Linked DNA regions of Danio rerio: region 2 is linked to region 1. Evidence: chromatin contacts called from public HiCAR-type data. All regions are on one chromosome and are shown on one strand. The core of a region is the stretch at or near the end of the contact, and the rest is flanking DNA. Distances in the headings are between cores, read along the strand shown. Region 1 holds the start of olfml2a (olfactomedin-like 2A). Region 2 holds the start of arpc5la (actin related protein 2/3 complex, subunit 5-like, a).

The links. HiCAR-type assays count read pairs that join an accessible place to other places.
Region 2: a HiCAR-type map of caudal fin shows a contact between it and region 1, with 10 times the contacts expected there. The contact joins the promoter of arpc5la here to the promoter of olfml2a in region 1. A contact is called at or near these places in 6 of 18 Hi-C or Micro-C datasets (caudal fin, embryo, hematopoietic stem cells and 1 more) and 4 of 4 datasets of contacts at active chromatin or transcription factors (caudal fin, embryo, gastrula embryo and 1 more).

Annotation. Positions count from the first base shown.
Region 1 is chr8:49,724,461-49,727,581 of GRCz12tu, reverse strand. It overlaps olfml2a (olfactomedin-like 2A), which reads right to left and starts at 1,600. Exons shown (of 8, transcript NM_001126472.1): 1 at 1,362-1,600. The coding sequence starts at 1,439.
Region 2 is chr8:49,896,267-49,899,387 of GRCz12tu, reverse strand. arpc5la (actin related protein 2/3 complex, subunit 5-like, a) reads right to left here and starts at 1,462. Exons shown (of 4, transcript NM_200578.2): 1 at 1,137-1,462. The coding sequence starts at 1,276.

The sequences.
Region 1 (3,121 bases), core at 351-2,850:
CCCCTCACTCCTTTTTTATTTATTTATTTTAATTTTATTATTTTATTATCTTTTTCTTTCTCATTGCCATAACATTGTAATACTGAAACAAATGACAAAATGAGTCATTCTCTTTTTGTGCAAAAAGTAATATTTGCATTGTTTGTGTTACTTAATCGTCTGTATTTTCACTGTAATTGCCTGTTATTGTAATAATAAGTACACATTCTAAAGTGTGGAAAAAGGCAGCATTTCAGTTTTAATAATTGCATATAATATACAATTGAAGTCAGAATTATTAGCCCCCCTGAATTATTAGCACCCCTGTTTATTTTTCCCCAATTTCTGTTTAACTGAGATATTTTTTTCAAAACATTTCTAATCATAATAGTTTTAATAACTTATTTCTAATAACTGATTTATTTTATCTTTGCCATGATGACAGTAAATAATGTTTTACTAGATATTTTTATGATACTTCTATACAGCTTAAAGTGACATTTAAAGGCTTAACTGGTTAATTAAGTTAACTGGGCAGGTTAGAGCAATCATAGGCAAGTTATTGTATGAAGATGGCTTGTTCTGTAAACAAATGGAAAAAAAGAAAAGGTTTAAAGGGGCTAATAATTTGCACTTTAAAATGTTTTTTTTATTATTAAAACTGCTTTTATTCTAGCCAAAATAAAACAAATAAGACTTTCTCCAGAAGAAAAAATATGATCAGATATACTGTGAAAATGTCCTTGCTCTCTTAAACATCATTTAGAAAATATTTTTTTTTAAAATTCAAAGGGGGTTTAATAATTCTGAATTTAACTGTAAACAACACACTTTATTTATTTATTTATTTACTTATTTATTTATTTATTTATTTTTATTTTATTAGATTATTTTAGATCCAATTTTTACAGTGCAAAAATGATTTAGATTTCACGTTTCCCTCATCCTTTATTAAGACAGATTAACATTATACATTTGACCTCGTGGAATTTCATGTTTCATTAACACTGATTACCGAACACGTCATTTCAAAATCCCCTGATGAACTTCGTTTCAAAATCTCACGAATCCTACAAACACCAATAACTCTCTCATCCATCCAGAACTATTACAAAACCAAGAAAATGTTGTCTGTGCTTAAATTGGCAGGATTTGTCTTCAAATCTGCCAAAAACATCATGTGCAACGAACGAATGCCATAAGACAAATTGCAATAATCACAGATAAATGGGCGGAAAAAAAAAGAAAAAAACGCAACTGATGAAATAATTTAACTAACAGGTAATTGCAAAACCGTATTTGGCAACACACAAATACAAACACACACGCTGTGCGTAAATGCAATTGTACGAAATACGATGTAAACATGAAAATCTCTTTACCTTACTCAAAGATCTTGCATCTCTGGTCAAAAGAAGCAGATAAGTTAAAACACTTGCGTAGATCCACATTTTTTTCATCAACTAATCGAAGTCCTGCACAGCTTCCACCTGATGGTATAATTTGGCGTCTCTGAAGGCACCTGTAAGCTCAGTCTGGTATTATGAGTCTAGATCCTCCAGAACACAGGTTTAGGGCTCCATGATTACAGGTCACGCAGAGTTATGAGTGTATGTGTGTGTGTGTGGGTTGTGACGCGCAGCAGCTTCAGCTTCAACTCCGCTTAGATGTGAGATGATGAACGCCCACCATCACCATCACCATCATCCTCTCTCACACTATGTGCAAGGCGGAGGAACACTGGCACCACTTCTGTACCACTGAGACATTTATGTGTTGTGCTGATGTGTAGCTTTTCTTTCCAGGGACATTTATAAGTGACCGACGACCACTGTAATTATATTTCTATAATAAAAAATAGTTATTATGAGAAGTACATTTGGAGGTAATGCTGTAGACACAAATTAAAGGCAGATGATTCTATTTGATGTAGTCTTCTATGGTATTGTCAGTGATAACAATGTAGCCTGTCGATGTTGTTAATGCTTGAATTTGTGGATATGCGCTTCATGTTTTCAGGAGACCTTAAAGCAAAGAACTTTAGGTTAGGTTTTTAGCTGTTATCTAGCGCCCTCTCTCGGTTAATGGTTATAAAATCGTCCACAGAATGAGTAAAATCTTAAATGTAAATTCCTTTTCTTTTCTTTTCCTTTTTTCTTTTGTTTTTAAAGGCCATCATTATAATAAGAAATAAAACATTGAAATATTTATTTTTTATTTATATAGAAATAAATAAAGTTACTGAACATTTTATTATGGTAAACAAACAAATTAAAATTAAATAAGCTTACGAAAATTATTATTTTATTAAATTATTATAATTAAAAGTAAATTATTAGCATTAAAAGTATACAAAAGATTGAATTAATTTGATTAAAATAAATTATCCAAAATTAGATAAAAATAAATATGACATATATAATATATTCTTTTTTATATATGATAATTATATATTAATTTGATAATTTTCTCAAATAATATCATAACCATTTTAATTTATTAAAGTTTTTCATTGAATCGTTTAAAACAAATAAATATCCATTAGACACAAAGAAGTAAGTATATTTATTACATACATATGCTGAAAATAACAACAATAATAATGTAACTTAAAAGAAACTAAATATTTTCCAAATAATACTTCAGTACCATTTGTGATATATACTTTTTTCATTTATCATTGTTTGTGTCTATAACACAAATAATAATAACAATAATAATAATAATGCAGCTTAAGCTTAAAAATTTTCAAATAATATTTTTTGCCGCATTTTTGATATTAAATGGGTTCGACCCTGTGCTGAGTCAGTATTTCTGTCACGTTCTCCCCGTGTTCGCGTGGGTTTCCTCCGGACTTCCCCACAGTCCAAAGACATGCGCTGAATTGGGTAAGATAAATTGTCTTTAGTGTGCGTGTGAATGAGAGTGTCTGAGTGTTTCCCAGTGATGGGTTGCAGCTGGAAGGGCATCCGGTGCGTAAAACATATGCTGGATAAGTTGGGGGTTTATTTCGCTGTGGCGACCGCTATTTAATAAAGGGACTAAGCCGAAAAGAAATTAAATGAATGAACTATTTTTTATTTATATATTTTACGAATATTATTTTTGTCCAATTTATGATATTATTTATTTTACATTTTTG
Region 2 (3,121 bases), core at 213-2,712, 170 kb before region 1:
TGTAAAAAATAAATAAATAAATAAATAAATTTAAACCAATCATGGTTGCTCTGTAGTGAGCCAACTCTTCTCCTTTTGATTAACATTACTTCTTTTGGGTTGTGCAGTTTAATTCAATAGAATTTCTTCTTCTACAAAGTATGTTGTATACTGTAAACTTGCTGAATTTTTTGGTCACATCCTCAACGCATGTTTATTTTCCTCATTTAAAGTACAAAACATGTTTACAGATTGATATCTTTCTGATCTCATCACTCTGTGGTTAGCTGCTCTGGAAAATATAATAAGATGTTTCAATATAATGTTAACATGTACTTTCTCTTTGAATTTATGTGTTGAGTTTTTACTGCAAATGTCACATCCATAATGCTGGAAATGCTCATAAATTAACATAACAACAAAATAAACAAAATAGAAGCAAACCAAACTGAAACTAGCAAAATATCCTAATAAAAAAATAAAACCTATAAACCATTTTTAAAAATATATATTTAATTTACTACTATAAAGATTCAGTGCATGCAAGAAAAACTTATTGTATGGCAAAATAGGTAAATGCACTTTAAAACTAAATATTTTTATTGTGTGTGTGTATATATATATATATATATATATATATATATATATATATATATATATATATATATATATATATATATATATATAAATATTAAAGCAGCACTTAAGTATAAAACAAATCATGCAACATTATACTTTAGTTTGTTTAATTTAACCATTAATTAATTTATATTACATCTTTGTATTTAAGTAAGAATTGATATATCATTTGGAGTGAACTAAACCGAAAATAAAAACAAACCTAAATATTACTGAAAATATTTAAACAAACAATAATATAAGTATACACTTTATAATATTTAACAGCAAAAAATTGTATTATTCTACTTCTTAATAGGAACAGCACAAAACAAAATAACTAACGATACACCTGTCAAATAAATGTCTATTCCTCAATTTCTCCAAACCTAAAGCGTCAATAATGTACGAGGAACATCTAAATCAGGACAGTGTTGTTTATGGATGACCCAATAAGAGATAACCTCCCCCAGACTAATTTTCTACATATTTTTCCATCAGCATAAGGAGTAAATAAGCACAAATATTCTGAAGGATATTGCCTGATGAGATCGTCCACCTCACACGCGTCCGGTCCCTGCTGCTCGGCCGCCTCGTCTTGGTCGTCCACGAATTTATTCTCGTCGTACTCGTCGATATCGACTCCCCGGAACCGTGAGGACAGGGTGTTTTTCGCCATGAGGAGGAGCCGCTTTAATCAGTCGATCTATCGGTTGGGGGAGTCCGGGAAAGCGCGGTGGCGGGACGGGTGGGGTGCGCGCGTGTGTCCGCTTCCCTCAGGCACGGGCCGCCGCCGGTCGAAGGTTCATCTGTCAGCAGGAAGGTGCGGCTGTTCCTTCTCCACCGGCCCGAGCATCTCCACCACACATTCCTGCAGAGCGGACGAAAATCCCGACTGGGGCGGAAGCGGAATTACACAGCATAGTTACGCTTGGGACACGGAGTTTCCGTTTCCTGTGATGCAGCGATGGGAGTTCGATGGCTTTGCTGAAATATTCCACCCTCCACATACAGTTGAAGTCAGAACTATTAGCCCCCCTAACCTCCCCCCACCTTTGATTTTCTTTTTCTTTTTGAAATAATTCCCAAATGATGTTTAACAGAGCAAGGAAATTTTCACAGAATGTCTGAAAATATATAAATTATATATATATATATATATATATATATATATATATATATATATATATATATATATATATATATATATATATATATATATATATATAATTCAGGGGGGCTAATAATTCTGACTTCAATTGTAAATCAGTAATATGGAACAACGGAACAACAAATTATAACCTTTAAAAATAAATTATTATTTTATAGAAATTGGTACAATAATGATATTATATTGGTGAGACAGTTAACGTTATTCAAAAGTAATGGACACCTTTTTACTTATTGCGAATGTCTCAATTATTACATGATCCCCATAACTGCTAAATAATTTGCAATAATATTTTGCAAATAAGAACCACATTGTTGCCTAAATGCTAATCTTTTTGGAATTCCTTATTTGAGCAGATTTAGTGGAAAAAAGTTTAGAACCTAGTAAATACTGTCTCACCAATAAAGTTAAAGAAGTAACAAATAAACTAATTTAATTTATCCAGTGAAACAAGTTGTTAAAATATTTTTTAGAGACATGGAATCTACGTGCACGTTTTGTAAATTAGAGGAGGAATCGATAAAACACCTGTTTTTTTGAATGCACATATACCCAAATGTTTTCGTTCGATGTTGAATATCTTATATTCAAACTTACAAAATTAAAAATTCAGTTTTCTTGTAAAGATGCTGTTTTGATATACAATAATAAGAGCAAAACTTTGGAGCAAAATTAGTTTATTATTTAATGATAATTTATGGGAAGTACCATGTACACAAACAAAAATGGTCCAATGTTAAGCCTAAAATATTTTTTTTTGTTCACAATTAATCTTAAGCATTATATCGAAACCCTGAAAGACACATAAAAAAATTAATTTGAAATCTTTTTCTTATGTGACTCATTTGTCATTTATTTATCCCCTTTAATTGTATTTATTTATTTATTTATTTTTTCTACTGATTTTTTCATTTGATGTGAAAAAAAATGTAAGCATTATATTCCTCATTTATTGTATGCTATTATTTTTGTTGTGCAAAAATAACAGCCACAATAATTATTCTACCCTTGTAACCCCAACTGTTCATCCTGTGTTAATAGAAGTCTGGGATTTTGAAGAAAGTAAATTTTCATACAAAAAGATTAGAAATCTATTTAACAACATTATATGCCTCTAGCGGTTTATAGAAACCCAACTTCACATCAATTCTCTAAAGATAGCATTCACATGTACTGTAGAACTAAATATTTAAAGTTTCCTCTCTCTCCAAAAGCTAAAGAAGTTCATTTAAAAAATTTAAGAGGGACATATCCATCAAATGAATATTCAAGAATTAGAATTGGATTTGGGTCTAATAAATGTATGTTTTGGGATGATATTGAAACAACAGATCATTTGTTTTTTCAATGTTT